2 separate regions of the Anser cygnoides genome follow, and region 1 is linked to region 2. Evidence: chromatin contacts called from public Hi-C data. All regions are on one chromosome and are shown on one strand. Each heading gives the region's core, a stretch centred on a gene start, on an enhancer-like site or on the middle of the called end of the contact. The rest is flanking DNA. Distances are from core to core; before and after follow the strand shown. Region 1 holds the start of EIF2S2 (eukaryotic translation initiation factor 2 subunit beta). Region 2 holds the start of AHCY (adenosylhomocysteinase).

Evidence for each region. Hi-C and Micro-C count contacts between places; a contact is called where the count stands out from the background.
Region 1: a Hi-C map of liver shows a contact between it and region 2, with 1.9 times the contacts expected there. The contact joins the promoter of EIF2S2 here to the promoter of AHCY in region 2. A contact is called at or near these places in 2 of 7 Hi-C or Micro-C datasets (both in liver).

Annotation. Positions count from the first base shown.
Region 1 is chr16:10,859,484-10,862,183 of Taihu_goose_T2T_genome, reverse strand. EIF2S2 (eukaryotic translation initiation factor 2 subunit beta) reads right to left here and starts at 1,341. Exons shown (of 9, transcript XM_048072512.2): 1 at 1,176-1,341. The coding sequence starts at 1,190.
Region 2 is chr16:10,707,648-10,710,379 of Taihu_goose_T2T_genome, reverse strand. AHCY (adenosylhomocysteinase) reads right to left here and starts at 1,263. Exons shown (of 10, transcript XM_013189264.3): 1 at 1,106-1,263. The coding sequence starts at 1,133.

The DNA.
Region 1 (2,700 bases), core at 92-2,591, 150 kb before region 2:
CAAAGCAAACCAGAGATGTAACTTTATTACACTAGATATTCCTGATCTCAGGTGAGTATCAGAGCAAATGCATTAAGCAATATAAATAAAGTGACACGAACTAAATCTAAACCAGTAAACTGCAGACTAGCTGCTCTATGCTCTTATGGGCACCTGAAATAGAAAGCAGCTGATGCAAGGGTCCTTATTTCCTAACCTAGACATTAGAAGTGCAGTTGCAGGCACACAATTAGGCATAAAAATGCAGCACATTCATTCCAAGCAGCTGGATGAACCAGCCTCAGCTACCATTAGAGTAATAAGTACGCTAGTTGTTGTTTATTATATCAGAAAAGGTATGACTCGTCTGTCACCAAGGTTAGTGTGACTGTGCTCTGCTCATATGGAGAAGAGCCACAGAGGCATTTTAAGCAACACCAGTGAAAAGATAAAAGACCCAAAGCAGCCATGTCATGGATTCTGCCAGCGCAGCTCCCAGCAGTCACCCCTCAGGGTGCCCATAACCTTGGGCATGGAGAGCTTTCTGTTTCCCCAGGAGAGCACCTGAAATGAGGTTACTAAAGGTACAACACACAAACCCTACAACGTTTGAAAAACTCCTCAGACATTGGCATATTCGCTTCCCTAGGCGTGTACACAAGGAACCACCACAGCTGGATAGCTTTCGCTTATCACTCGTCGAGAAGCAGCTTCCAGGGTCAGAAGACGAGATACTCAAGCCCCAAAAGCAGACGAGCCGCCAGGCCACGCGCTGAACACCGCTCGAGGAGCACGGCACGGCGGGGGGGGCGGGGGAGGGGGGCAGCCTGCCTTCCTCCCGGCCCTCGCTCTGCCGCCGGGCGAGGGGCGAGGAGCTCCGGGCGAGGCCGGGCCCCCCTTCAGGACCGGAGCCGCCGCCCCCCCTCCACGGGCCTGGGCGCGGCGGGGAGAGGCCCGGCAGGGCCCCGAGCCAGGCAGGCGGCGGCCCCCGGCCCGGTCCCCGCCGTGAGAGGCGGCCGCGGGGCCCCCCCCAGCTCCGGGGCAGCGGCCGCCAGGGCCCGCGGTGAGGGGGGGGGGCGAGGCGCCGGCCCTGCCCCGGGGCGGAGGCCTCAGGCCCGGTCTCCCACATGGCGGCCGCGGCGTAGGCCTCGGGCCCGGCTCCCCCATCCCCGACGGCGGCGACCGCCGGGCCTCACCTCGTCGCCCGACATGGCTGCGGCCGGGAGCGGAGAGGGACGAGGAGAAGGAGGAGAGGAGAGGGCGGGAGCGGGGAGCGGCGGGGCTCAGGGACGCGACCAGCCCTCGCCTGCGACCGCCGCGCTCGCCTCTTGCATCAGCGCTCCCCTCCCCCGCAGCGCCGCGCCTGCGCGCCCCGCCGCGGCGCCGGGCGGGAGCCGCCGGGCTGCTGCTGCGCATGCGCGGTCGGGCCGTCCTCCCCCCCCCCCCCGGCCGCCGTTAGGGGTCTCTCCTGTACGGCCCCCCCCCCGGGAGCGCCGTCCCAGTCCCAGCTGTGGGGCTGGGTGTACTGGGACCTGCTGGGTGTACTGGGACTTCCCTGCCTCCAGCCGCTGCCCCCCTGTCTCCTCTGCCCTTCTCCAGGCGCTTGTACGCCCCGCTGAGATCCCCCTCAGCCTCCTCTTCGTTGGCTTCACGGCCGCAGCTTCGCCTCCTGTGTCAGATGCACCGACGTCTGAACCCGTCGTTTTCGTTCCGTTTCCCTTTTAATAGCTAATAGGAGAACTTGGTGCCAATACACGACAGGCTTACCACAAAGTGCACGTTAACATTCTGTCCCCAGACCAACTCTGTGGAATTAAAAGGTCGTCAGTTCCATGCCAGCTGTAGTGCTAAAGCAGAGCCATCATCCAAAACTTTGTTATAGGGGTTTTACATTTTAATATTTCCAGGCCATTTACATTTCTGGAGCCCCATAACTTACTACGTCATGTAAACTTGAACTATTATTTTTACATTAGCTGGAGATTATGCACAGTACATCATTTAACTTTTTAATCAGCTGCAAGAAAAGACTGGTCATCTTGTCTATCTTCGATCTTCCTTTTGTCTACCTTTCTTGCTTGCCTTTGTTCAAAATGATGACACCCAGCCTGTTCCGTACACAAAGCCATCAGTCTGGAGGTACTGTGAGGACAGGATCAGTTTTAGCTCTTCCCAACATAACTAAAATATGTTTTCTAAAAAACCTCTGAAAGCCAAATTTAAAAGATTACTTTTCTCTCCTGATTCCATACCACCACCTTTCTCTGGGAATTCAGAGCGTTTGTGTCTTTGTCACTTGCTGTTATGTGATAGGGATATCATGGGTTTAACACTTATCATGAGACAGGATAGCTATAGTTTATGTCACCCCACATCTTATTTGTCTAAGCTGTTCTTAAAAACCACCATGGACAGAGGTTTTCTCTGCAGCCTGCTCAAGTGCCTGATAAATTTCATCTTTATTGCTACCACTTAATCCAATGCCAGTTGTAATGTCCCACAAGGATACAGAGGGTCACTGTTCGCGGTGTGTCAACCCACGGTACTTTGGAATATTGCTGTGCCTTTTCCTGTCCTGTCCCCACAGTCTTCTCTTTCAAAATGTGCAAAATCCAGCCCCTCCAGCCTTTTTCAGAGGTCTTTTCTTTTGCTTCTCATTTTCTTTGCTCTCTTCTGCACCTTACTTACATACGTGTTTCTTAAGTGCAATGCCCAATACTG
Region 2 (2,732 bases), core at 14-2,513:
AGTATACACAGTATACAGACTCCAGCCTCACCTACAAGATCAAGGGCCAAATGGCTAACACCCAGGTGCTCTACCCCTCAGCATCATTCAGTGCCAAAAGGCCCTGACACTTTTTTTTTTTTTTAAATCTCTTCCAGAGATTTCAGGAGCTTACTGTTTCATTACAAACATGGTCAGCTATATTTCATTCAGCTACCTAGTGAAAATGGGCCCTGGAGAGCACTCAGGAACACCAAGCCAGAGTGCCCAGGTTCATACTGACAAGCTAATTGCATTTTATCCCAGAATGAAGCCCAGGGCCCACTGAAGCTCCAGGGCCTGGCCATTACAGCAACCAGGTCTGAAAAAGCCTAGGAAATGGATGGGCATTGAAATGATGATGACAGGGGTGGGCAGGGACTTTCTTTAATCTCACCCATCTTAAAAGCTCAGCAGTCTTACCAGGGGCTGCTAAAAGAATCTCCTGGAGTATTTCAGGTTTGTAGCTCTCACATTCTTTCCTCCAAGGCAAATTGTTTTTATGAACTAGAACCTTATGGGCTAGTGTTTCTGGTCTTAATCTTCAAAGACCACAAAACTCTTTAGAAAAATGAGTGGGTTTTTTTTTTGTTTGCGTTGGTTATCGTTGTTGCCATTTACATGAAGGTTCAAGATTACAAACCTACCCACTAAAATCGTTGAGGGGTGAGTAAGATAGGCCCCAGATTTAAGGGCACTTTCCCTTCGCAGTGCCCGGCGCAGGGCTCCCGGAGGGGAGGCAAAGCTGGCGCAGGGCTGCGGGGGCCCCGGGGCAGGCGGGCAGCACGAGCACAGGCGGAAACCGCACTCGTGCTTCCCCGCACCGAGCCCCGGCGGTTCGGGAAGCCCGCTCAGCCCGCCCGAGGGCTCCCCAGCTCCTCCTCGCTGCCGTTTGGCCGCGCAGCCCCTTCCCGCAGCTCCCAGGGGCTTCCCAGGCTCCGATTCCGCCGGGCGCTCCCCGCCCGCGCCCCCCGGCAGCTGCCATCTTCCCCCGGCGGCCGCATCCAGCCGCAGCCCCCGGCCGGCGGAGCCCCGGCGCGGCCGCCTCCCGGAGCGTGGCGGCGCCGAGCCCGCGGGGCGCACTCACCCACTTTGTAGGGCAGCTTGTCCGACATGCTGCCGGGCACCGCGGCCGCCGGAAGAGGAGGCGGCGCCGGCCGCGGGCCCGCTTTAAGCAGAGGCGGCGCCGCCGTGTGTGTGCGCGGGGCGGGGCCGCACCGGCTCGCGTGAGCCGGGGAAGCGGCCCCGGGGGGGCTCTGCGGGCCCCCGGGGCAGTGGCGACCCCCCAGATCCGATGCCCGCCGGTAGTTGGAGCGGCCCGGCCCGGCCACCAGCCATCGCCAGGACCGGCCTTGGAGCGCCGCCGGCCCGGAGCAGGCCCCAGGCCCCAAAGCAGAGCTGGCCGCGGAGCCGCTGTGGGCGCAGAGCGGGCTGTGCTCCCCGGCCGGCTGGCCTGGGGCGTTCCCCACACAGTCACCTCCCTGGCCCTGCTGGCTGCACTATTCCTGATACAAGCCAGGATGTTGCTGGCCCTCCTGGCCACCTGGGCACACTGCTGGCTCATGTTGAGGCGAGCATCAATCAGCACCCCCAGATCCTTTTCCTCTGAACGGCTTTCGAGCCACTCTGCCCCAAGCCTGTAGTGCTGCATGGGGTTGTTGTGCCCCAAGTGCAAGACCTGACACTGAGCCATGTTGAACCTCATCCCATTGGCCTCTGCCCACCCTGTCCGGGTCCCTCTGCAGGGCCTTCCTACCTTCTGGCAGATCAACACTTCCCCCAACTTGGTGTCATCTGCAGTCGTAGTGAGGGTGCACTCAATTCCCTCATCCAAGTCATCAATAAAGATATTAAAGAGGATGGGCTCCAACACCAACCCCTGGGGAACACCACTGGTGACCAGCTGGATGTCACTCTGTTCACCACCACACTCGGGGCCTGGCCATCAAGCGAGTTTTTAACCCAGCACAGAGTGTACCTGTCCAAGCCATGGGCTGCCAGCTTCTCCAGGAGAATACTATGGAAGAGTGTGTCAAAGGCCTTGCTGAAGTCTAGGCAGACTACGTCAACAGCCTTTCCCTCATCCACCAGGCGGGTCACCTGGTCATGGAAAGAGATGAGGTTGGTCAGGCAGGATTTGCCTTTCATGAACCCATGCTGACTGGGCCTGATTCCCTGGTGGTTCTACATACATTGCATGACTGCACTGAAGATGACCTGTTCCATCACCCTTTCTGGTACCGAGGTCAGGCTGACAGGCCTGTAGTTCCCTGGGTCCTCCTTATGACCCTTCTTATAGACAGGCGTCACGTTAGCAAGCCTCCACCATGACCACTAATAGATGATGGAGAGCGGCCCAGCAATCACGTCCTTCAGCAAACTCCCTCAGCACCCTTGGGTGGATCCTATCTGGCCTCATGGACTTGTGACAGTCCAGGTGGAGCAGCAGGTCTCAACTGTTTCCACCTGAACTGTGCGGAGGTTCTTCTGCTCCCCGTCCCAGACTTGCAGGTCGGGAGGCTGAGTACCCCGAGGATAAGTGGTCTGGCTGGTAAAGACAGATGCAAAGAAGGCATTAAGAACCTCAGCCTTTTGCTTATCCTTAGTGGTGATGTTCCCCACTGTGTCCAGTAAATCACAGAGATTCTCTTTGGCCCTCCTCTTGCCATTAATATATTTATAAAAACATTTTTTGTTATCCTGCAGGGCGCTGT